2 separate regions of the Sus scrofa genome follow, and region 1 is linked to region 2. Evidence: chromatin contacts called from public HiChIP or PLAC-seq data. All regions are on one chromosome and are shown on one strand. The core of a region is the stretch at or near the end of the contact, and the rest is flanking DNA. Distances in the headings are between cores, read along the strand shown. Region 1 has its middle 62 kb from the start of KCNJ16. Region 2 overlaps KCNJ16 (inward rectifier potassium channel 16).

The links. HiChIP or PLAC-seq counts read pairs in DNA pulled down with a chosen protein or histone mark.
Region 1: a contact with region 2 is called in an H3K27ac HiChIP or PLAC-seq map of skeletal muscle. The contact joins two enhancer-like sites. A contact is called at or near these places in 3 of 47 Hi-C or Micro-C datasets (all in liver) and 1 of 2 datasets of contacts at active chromatin or transcription factors (skeletal muscle).

The regions. Positions count from the first base shown.
Region 1 is chr12:10,598,406-10,602,952 of Sscrofa11.1, forward strand. No RefSeq gene overlaps it. Among named protein-coding and RNA genes, the nearest start is that of KCNJ16, 62 kb to the left of the region's middle. Within about 2 kb of position 1,261, at least 14 of the 83 cell types and tissues checked have an H3K27ac peak or open chromatin away from gene starts, as enhancers often do. A contact at or near this core is called in skeletal muscle, where this site is marked.
Region 2 is chr12:10,437,356-10,442,294 of Sscrofa11.1, forward strand. The region is part of intron 2 of KCNJ16 (inward rectifier potassium channel 16); the gene reads right to left. Among named protein-coding and RNA genes, the nearest start is that of KCNJ2, 83 kb to the left of the region's middle. Within about 2 kb of position 3,641, at least 3 of the 83 cell types and tissues checked have an H3K27ac peak or open chromatin away from gene starts, as enhancers often do. A contact at or near this core is called in skeletal muscle, where this site is marked.

The sequences.
Region 1 (4,547 bases), core at 11-2,510, 160 kb after region 2:
ACTTACCCAGGAACAAGAGAGCTGGAACTCGGACCAGGCAGTTGGGCTCTGGCATCTACTTACACATTCTGGCACTTGGGCCACCTCACAAATCTGCTTCTCTTACTGCCCACAAAGCATTTTTCAAACACTCCCAGCAGATTTTCCCTTATATGATAACAACATCCCATGGCTATAAGGCTGCAAGGGAGGCTTAGAAAATAAACAGGGAGCAGAAAGGGTTCAGATTACTATGATTGGCTTACAGAATGATGACTCACCCCCTGGGACTTGGCTTACGGCCACTCAGGGTCCTGTTTGCAAACAAGGACTGGGTTGGGGGTAGGGTGGTAATGACAGCTGTTGAGTAAGCAACCAAAGGCGTCTGTCACTCCAGCCTCCTGTGCTAAGGTCAGCAGCTGCCAGCGGAGGTCCCTGCGACCCAGACCACCGTGGTAGCAACCATGGACAGCAATGGCCCCCACAAATGGGAGTCTATTGCAAGTAACAAAGTGTCCCAGGCCTGGAGAACAGGTCACAGGTCTGCTGCCAGTTTCAGGATTCGCAAAAGTGAGGCTTGCCTTTCAGCATTGGCCAGTTCCGTTCTGTGCGTGCAAACCTCTCTGAGTGGAGGAGCGGGACTCTCACAGGGTGTGGAGACCCTGGGAAAGGGCGGACCAAGAGGTGCATCCCATCAGGATGCGGTCCAGAAGTGGCCCAGTGTCACAAGTGGGCCTCCAAACCCGCTCCTCAGGCAACAGACCCCCACGGAATGCAAGGCTGAAGACATTCAAGAATCAGAAGTTACACAGAGAGCTCGAGGCAGAGAGCCAAAAGCCGCAACTCGTCTGAGGGTCGGAAGAGGAGACCGGCCTTCAGTTGAGACATTGACACTGGCCCGAGTGAGAATGTGAATGCACGAGACACAGGTCAAAGTTCTGGATCCTCACTGGATCGGAGGAAGGAAGGGCAGAGAATTCAGAGCAGGGACAGCATCTCAAGGTCAACGACAGGTACAGGGACATGGTAACAGGCACCTGGAGGTCTGTGCCTCCTGCCCCAGCCCGCCAAGAGCCGTGAAGCACAGGCTGGCTGGGCTCCTTTGGAGAGCAAACCAGGGCTGGGCAAATAGTCTTCTCTCCAGAGAAGCTTCGCAGTTCATCCTCAGTGGTCACTGCACATATTTACTTGCGGAGGCTTCTGCGGGTTAAAAAGCTGGGCGATTTATCCAGATGACTCAGCGTTTCAAAGCTGTGAGCTGGAAATCACCCCAGTGCTCTTTCCACTGGCAGGCTCGTCAGCTCAGTCCCATGTAGAACCTCATCCCATAAGTGTATTGCGACGTGCAGGCTGCAATTCCACATTCACATCCCCCCAAAGATTTCTGCATTTTTTTAATGAGTATGAAGCTAGAGTCAAACAGTTGAACGACGCGAGGTGCTCTTTCTCCAGGCACAGATTATTCAAGCTGTGTAAGAATCGAACAATAAGGAATATGACAGGATCTCTGTGCCTGAGTCTAGAGTCAGTGAAGACCTCAAAGAGGCAGTCTCATGTACATGCACACACACAGACACACACACAGGCACAGGCACACACATGCATGTACACTTTTGCTAATTTAAGCCAGCAGGGAAGCTTTTCTTCTGAGTATCACCCACGCTCCCATACTTTACTTCTAACCTTTAAAGGATCAGAATATGTTTCTTATTGGAAAATGTAAAAAAAATAAATAAATAAATCCATAGAAATGTCCCCCGTGATTGAAAACAGAAGCTGGCCATTAAGACATTCTCATTGGAAAAAAAAAAAAAAAAAAAAGCTAATGGAAAGTCAAATGAAATGGAACACCACCAGTGCATTTTATCAACTGCATGTCGAGAAACCACACCCAACACATTTTATCAAAGGAATGACAGACACGCCAGACTGTTAATTACCTACAGGTTTCTCTTCTAAATTTATATCTCTCATGGGACAAAGGCTGAACAAGGAATAAGCTGGCTACAGAGAGCCTGCTGTAAAGGAAGGTGGGTTAGCGGTGACTCGGAAATCCGTGGACCTGTGTGTCTTGCTAAATCAGAATAATTCAGTTCAGCCCCAAAACCCCCAGGCCTACCTGGAGTGGGGTTGTTGTCTTACTGGCAAGGTGACATTCCAGCAATCAAAACAATCCGATATCATCAGCTCTGCACTTGGGCTTTTTGGTTTTTGTTTTGTTTTTTGTTGCTGTATCACCAGTTTTTTAAAAAAGATCAGGGAAACAGAAGTCATGAAAATCCAGGTTGGTCTCATGGTAGACACACAGAGATTTTTTCCTTTGTTCTGTCTTCTCTACCTCTTGATTATTAGCCTTGATTTCAGAGAATCCTACAGGAAGTGTTCCTAAAGTCATCGATTCATGTATTCTCTTGCTCTTTCTCCTAAATGCTCAGAGCCAAGGAGAATTTAAAAATCAGGATAAAATGATGGAATTTTGAGGAAATTTCTTTTGCGTTGAGAATGCTATGGGAATATTTCTCACTGTATCTTTGCCAGAGGGACCTGGCTGTGAATTTGGGGAAATGTATGACTGAAAGCTGACAAAATAGAAGAGTTATTTATGTGTATGGGTGAGTGTGTGTGTGTGTGTGTGTGTACATACATGTGTGGTGCAGGGAGGGGACAGGGAGAAAGTGATAGAAAATGTTCCTTGCTCACTGGGGACCAATCCTTAGTAATCATTTCAATAACAGAGTGTAACAGAAGGTGTGTAGCCTAAAGGAGACAGGTTCTGATCTGCACACCTCCCTGTACCTGCGAGCTTCCCGGGACCCCTCCTGCTCAGGCTGTAGCTGGTGTGGGGAGAAAGTTTCTGAGACTGTCCAGTAATGTCAATTCTAAGAAAGCAAGAGAAATAGATTCTTACACAAAACCACAGCAGGCTTCGTTTTTCCTTTCCTGTGGGGCAGGCCCATCTTACTCTTGAAGGGCCTGGATTCTGAGGCTGTGTGGTTTTCCATCTTTCCTCCTTTCACACAGATCTGTAGCCGTGTCCCTCCAGTTCTCCTGTGGGCCCTTCTCTTAGGAGAAGGGAGGCTCTGGGTGCTGGGCTCTGCCTGAGATGCTTTATCAGGCCGGCCTCCTTGGAGCAAATACGGCTTCCATCACGGGGATCGAGGAGCTGGGCTTTGTGGGATGGAGGCAGGGCCAGAGCAGCCAACAACACAATGGAACTTTGTGTTGACACTGTCCTGTTCTGATGTGAATGACACAGAAATATAGCACGAGAAGCCCTCTTCAAAACTTCTCCCAAATCTTAGGCTCTCTCGTGACCGGTGGATGGTGCAAGGCGCGACCTTCCATCTCAACCCAGCAGAAGTTAATAGCAGCCCAGGAGCTGAAAAACCAGCTTCAGAAACACTTAATGTTTAGATCCACTTAGTGGTTGGAAAAAACAACTTTAAAAAAATGTTTAAGAGCTGCTCTAGCAAATGGAAACAGCAACTCCTTATAAACAAACCTAACCTGAAGATATTTCTCAGTGGTGGAAATCTAACTTCATAAAGTCAGATTTCCGAGACTTTTTTTTTTTCCTCCTCAGAGACGACAAAAGCAACCACAATCTGTCAGTTGATGCATCAAATAAACAAACGCAAAGGAGAGATTTTCCATATTGTATGTCAACGGCATGTGTGTCTGATAAAGCGCATGCAAACTTGGGTCCCTGCTCACTGAGGAGAAAATCGTGAAGAAAATCAGTTAGGATGAAAAGCAGCATGCCTTCAGCTCCTCAGCTGAAGGGACGTCAACGACAGTTTTAAATAGGATCTAAGCAACCGGAGGCTGTTTCCAGATGCATGTCCCTCTCTTTCCAGCTACCTTAGTGGTTGTAATTAACTGTGTCCATTTTGAAGCACTGTGTCTGACTCGTCGTTGAAAATCCACCCCATAACCCAGCTAAAGGGGAGGGGGGCAGTGTCCGGGATGCGGGCCAGAGCCCATTCAGAAAAACCCTCTCCTGATCCTATTTCTCTGTGGAACAGAAACTGTTCAGGTTTCCTCACTGAATGACACTATCAGCTCCTCACCCCCAAAACTCATGGGAATCTACAATTAGAAATTAATATGATTCCACATCTTCTTCATCCAGTCCTCTGTCGATGGACTTTTAGGTCGTGTCCATGTCTTGGCTATTGTAAACAGTGCTGCTATGAACGCTGGGCTGCTAATCTATTTGAATTAGAGTTTTCTTTGGACTTATGCCCAGGAGAGGGATTGCCGAATCATATGGTAGTTAACCAGACTCTAATAAAATTAAATTTTACAAAAGAAATTAATGTGAGTCCACTGTGCTAAATAACTGCTCTTTAAGGGCACATATCCTTCAGTCACCGTGGCAGGAGTTTCTTGTTCTTCTCCAGTTCTAGCTCCACTTTCCTGCAGTGTAAATAAACTTGGGCAGGTTATTGAACTCAGTTTCCTTATCTGTACAATGGAACAATTATTCCTACTTCAAAGTGTTCGTATAGATAATCAAAGAGAGGTATGAATGTGAAAAGCGCTTGGTATTGTGGCTGACAGGTAAC
Region 2 (4,939 bases), core at 2,391-4,890:
CTCATGGCAATGTTGGGTCCCAGACCCACTGAGCGAGGCCAGGGATCAAATCCATATCCTCATGGATACTACCAGTCAGGTTCATTACTGCTAAACCACAACGGGAACTCCCTGTGCCCCTTTTATCTTATCTGTGAAAATGAAGATCCTTGGTGGGGGGTAGAAGGATTAACACTTGTAAAACACTTAAATAATGCACAGTATACAGTTAGCACCCTGTATTTGTTAAATAAAAATCAATGAGTAAATTGAAAATATTATTTCTGCTGCGAAATGTCACATGTTCCTCTGTTACTGGTAGGTTAAACATCTCGTAAGTTTCTCCATATAGCCTCATATCGTTCGTGGAACATTTGGCAGAAATACCTTCTTTTTCTGACTTTGGTGACAGAGCTTTTGGTATGTGGATATGAACTTGTCAAAGAATGAAGGAGCCCATCTATCCATTGTGACTACCTTTGTGATACAGAGAAAACAGGAACTCTCTGAAATGTACCAAATCTACTCCACTAGACAGCATCAAAGGAAGAGAAACAGAGGTGGAAGAAAGAGTTAGTCAAACAAACGTTAGTAAAGAAATAGTAGAGAACATGCAGCTATGATGGTGATGATAAACGTGTCGTTTTCAGAGGAGAGTTTTGGCATCACATTTTGAGGCTATTTCCTGTCTTTGGTGCTTTTCTCTTTATGATCGATGATCAAGGAAGTCTGTGTCTGGTCAAGGAATTTCCTAATGTATGTTTTATTTCTCCTCAGTTTAAAAGAGGGGTGAGTTCTACTTAAGCAAGACCAACATCATCTCTGTGAAAAAAAAAAGGCTGGTCTCTTCAATAAGCAGGAATAGTTACATGAACGAAAAGATTTGGGTTCATGTAGAGATTTGGTCGCTATCCATTCAGCACCACCAGCTTCCCACGTGAAATAAGATAAAGCCAGAAGGATTTCACGGAAGACACATTCATTAAAATCTTTGGAACAAATTCATTTTCCAGTTTATGGTTTTAAAATAGAGATAATATAATGTCAAACTGCCAAAATGTGACTCTGAAAAACCATTAAAAGGTTAACACTTCCAAGGCTTGCTCATGTGTATTATTCTTACTTGGTGCCTGTGCTCTATTATACAAATAGTTCAATTATACCGCATATCAGAGTGATTAGAGACTCTCTCCCACCGTAGAGTTAGCTGTCTGGAGATAGGAACTATGTTCAATCATTTATTTCTTTATATTCTGAATGACAGGGGTCCGAGGTGGTAGATTTGGATGGGATCGATTTAGGTAAAGTGGGACTCCAGGTTCCAGAATTACACTTCCTTCATAGTTCCAGGTGGCCTGGGCCATGGGAAATACTGCACGTGACATTTGTAAGGCAGAAGTACACCAGGAGCCACATGCTCTTTACACCAGAAGGTCTGCACAGGGCACGAGGCACTGCGGCGAATTTCACGGGTTGTCACTAATCATGTTGTTGGCACAGAGCATCAGGTGAACCTGTGGTTCCTGCTGGGTCTCCTCCTTCAGCGTCTATGGTTCCTGGGTTACACGAGGGAGGGCAGCAGCTTCCCATGCTGGTCACCTCATGATCTTGTTGGAGGCTCAGAGGCTGTGAGAGATGGACATGGGTTCCATTTCATCCTGGTGACTTCCAGCCAATCTTTGCTGGTGCTCACTTTCCCCCCTTAATTTCACATCCACCTGGCCTTGCAGCTTCAGGCTCCAGCACCAGATGCATGACCCAATATATAAGGTAAACTCTCAGGATAAATCTAAATCTTACGATACCTAAGAGGCTTGGTTTTCAGAGTTTGATTAGGAAAGCAGAACCACTAGAAGAATGAATATATGTATATGTGTATATACATACATATATTTATACTATATATATATACACACACACACATACTATTAAGTGTTGAAGGAATGAATACATGGATAATGGGAATACTTTTTATTTTGAAGATGAGGAAATTGACAATGAAGACCCACTTATGGTCAAATAAAAATAAATGCGTAATGATAGTAAGACTGAAGACTTCTGACTTGGAGCCTCATGTTCTTTCCACAGCCTGATGCCTCTCCCAGTGTCTCTAATTACCTCCGGTATACAGAAGAACTGAATCTTTACAGGTGGATTCTAATACCACCCCAGGCACTCCATTCAGGCGTGAAAAAATACACTGACCATGAACAGAGTGACAGCAGGTTGTTATTCATACAGTTTAGGATAATAAAGCAGGGAGAACGGACAACTTCAGAAGAAAACAGAGCCCTGTTAGGCAATCATTAAGTAATTTGTCTTAGAAAGAGTTCTATTTCTTGGAAAAGACCACCGGCATGGGAATCAGAGTCCTCTGTAAGGCAGAAAAACATCATCAATTAGCCGCTTCTATCTCTTCTCTGTTCTCTACGTTTTCTATTAGATCCTCCTCCTTTCCCAGAATCAGTCACAGGTAATGGGGAACTCATTCAGTCCTAGAACTAGAGTCGCAAGTGATTTGGGGAAGAAGGGTAAACCCTATAAACAGCCCTCCCATGTCAGCTACTACCTAGGCCATAGTCACTTTATCCCATGTATCCCCACCCTGCCTCCTTCCTCACACCAAGAACCCTACACTCCAGGCACAATGAACCTGTCATATTTTCCCAAAGACGTCAGCCTCTTTGTAGATCAGGCGGACATACCTTTCTACTTCAAGTTTATGCACTGGTGTTACTTCCAATGTCAAGCTTCCCTCAATTGTGCAACAAAGTTGGTTTTTCTGCATGTGTCCTCCTTTGCTAGAGGCTTTGTCTTTCCCGCCCACTAGGAGCTGACCGATTTATCTGTATATACCCTAGGGCACAATGGAACGAATATTGTACACCTACTCTGAAGAACAGAGGTGCTGTTTGTTCAATGTGTGAAACCAAAATGTAAAAGACGACAACACTGTGTCTACGGAGTGGCAATGTGGTCACTGAATGCTATTATTTTGACGCCTAAAATAATCAGGTCCACAATGTGGTTTATCATGGTATTACTCTGTGCATAATTAATAGTCACACAAAATTCCATGCACAACTGGAGAAACAGTGGCCCTTCTTTATGCCAGGAAAGAACAGGAATATGCTGGCACAAGTGTTTAGGACAAGCACATAAAAAATATTCTGCCTACAGCAATTTAAGGCGTGGAAATACCATCTTGATTCCCGTTGTGAGTATAAAGCACAGAGTATTTTTGCTTCAGTTTGGTTTTGTTTGGGTCTGCTCGTTTATGATTGTGCTTCCTTCAGCTTTGTTTCTCTGAATGTTTCTTTAGCTTTAAAACTCCTCCTGTAAGTGGTGTAATCTTATCTGCAACTCAATATTGTTATCTAGTACCATTAAATAAAAATTTAGTCATAAGGAAATGAAACCGCCTTCTATTCCCACAAAGCCTAAATTTAAATATGTGTAACTCCTAAGTCTTAGATAATTCTCTCAAATTAGCCACACCACTTTCTCCTTGAGTGTTCTCTAACCACCCACAAGTTGACTCAATTCTGGCCTAAACAAAAGGAGCAGGTTTCTGGATGTGACAATCCTGGCACATGGCTCATAGCCTCTAATAGCCTGGCACCTTCTCAAATTTTAGTTGCAAGTCTGGGGAAGGATTTGACTGTGCTATCTATAAATAGAACTCAACAGTACATGATGAGAACGCTAAAAGGTCAGTTAACCTCCAAGTTCATCAAGTTGGCTGAGTGTGTCTTTCAGGTAAGTGCAAGGTGGATAATATTACTCAGTTCTTATCCAGCAGACCCACCCAATGCACAGGAGAGCCTTGAGTTAGAGACCTGCTGAGCAATTTTTGTGGTCCAGCCATTATGCCAGGTGCCTTGTTTTGTGAGGTTACTTTGGATTATTTTCCCAAAGCAGAGACAGAACGTTCTGACTTACTATGGTTTGGAACAGTTTCACATGAGATAAGTGCATAGTTGTGAGAAGACTGGCTGAGTTTGGGGGTGAGCCGGTATTTGGGTGGGGGATAGAGGCGGGCAGAGTCCATTCCCTAATCGAGTTCTAACCTAACTCAAGTATTTGACCTCAACAAAAATCATCTTTGAATAATGCTTCTCAAAATTTTCCATGAAAAAACAGAAGAGAAATGAATATATTCTTTTTAGCCTTACCCAAATCCTAGGTGATCTGAGAATATAACACAAAGGACCAGGCCTAAGCTCAAAATATTCCAGTCTTAGGAATAAACTATATGCTGCATTACAAAGATAAATATTTAACCTGCTTTTCAGTTAAATTATTTAATCTGCCCATGCTCCATACAAATTGCTGAATTAATTAATGCTTTGAAAAGATACATCATGTTTATCTTGCGACTTCTCATAGCTCCCAGCACGCAGCTACTATTGTGGGCACAGTCATCTGGATGTAGGACTCAGACATATGAAAAGTAAACCACACAAAAACCTAGGAGAGAACATCTAAGAGCCAAAATAAATGGTATGGAAAGTGCAGTTAATAGAACAACAGTTGAGGCCATTTGCAGGCTTGACCGTGGTGTCTTTTAAAATAATGTGTTCTTTGTCTCAATGAAAAGAAATCATTTTCTCTTTGTCCAGACTGCCTATTAAAAAATTATAGCACTGCAAGTGCTGTATTAAATGACTGGATGCTTCCGTGCAAAATTATGGTATTTTTTAGACATATTCTTCTTACAGAATTTAAAATATATGTAATAAATAAAATATAGCTAAAATGTTTTATAGAAACGGAAGCTTCAAACTTAGAACGTCTAATAATTGTATGGTTAAATACAATCATAGTGAAGGTGCCATGTGTTCCTGGGATGAATGATTTTTTTTGTATCAGTTTGGCCAGGCTATGATGCCCAGTTGTTTGCTCAAAAATCATTCTGATGTTACTGTGAAGATATTAGCTAGATGTGATGAACATTTGC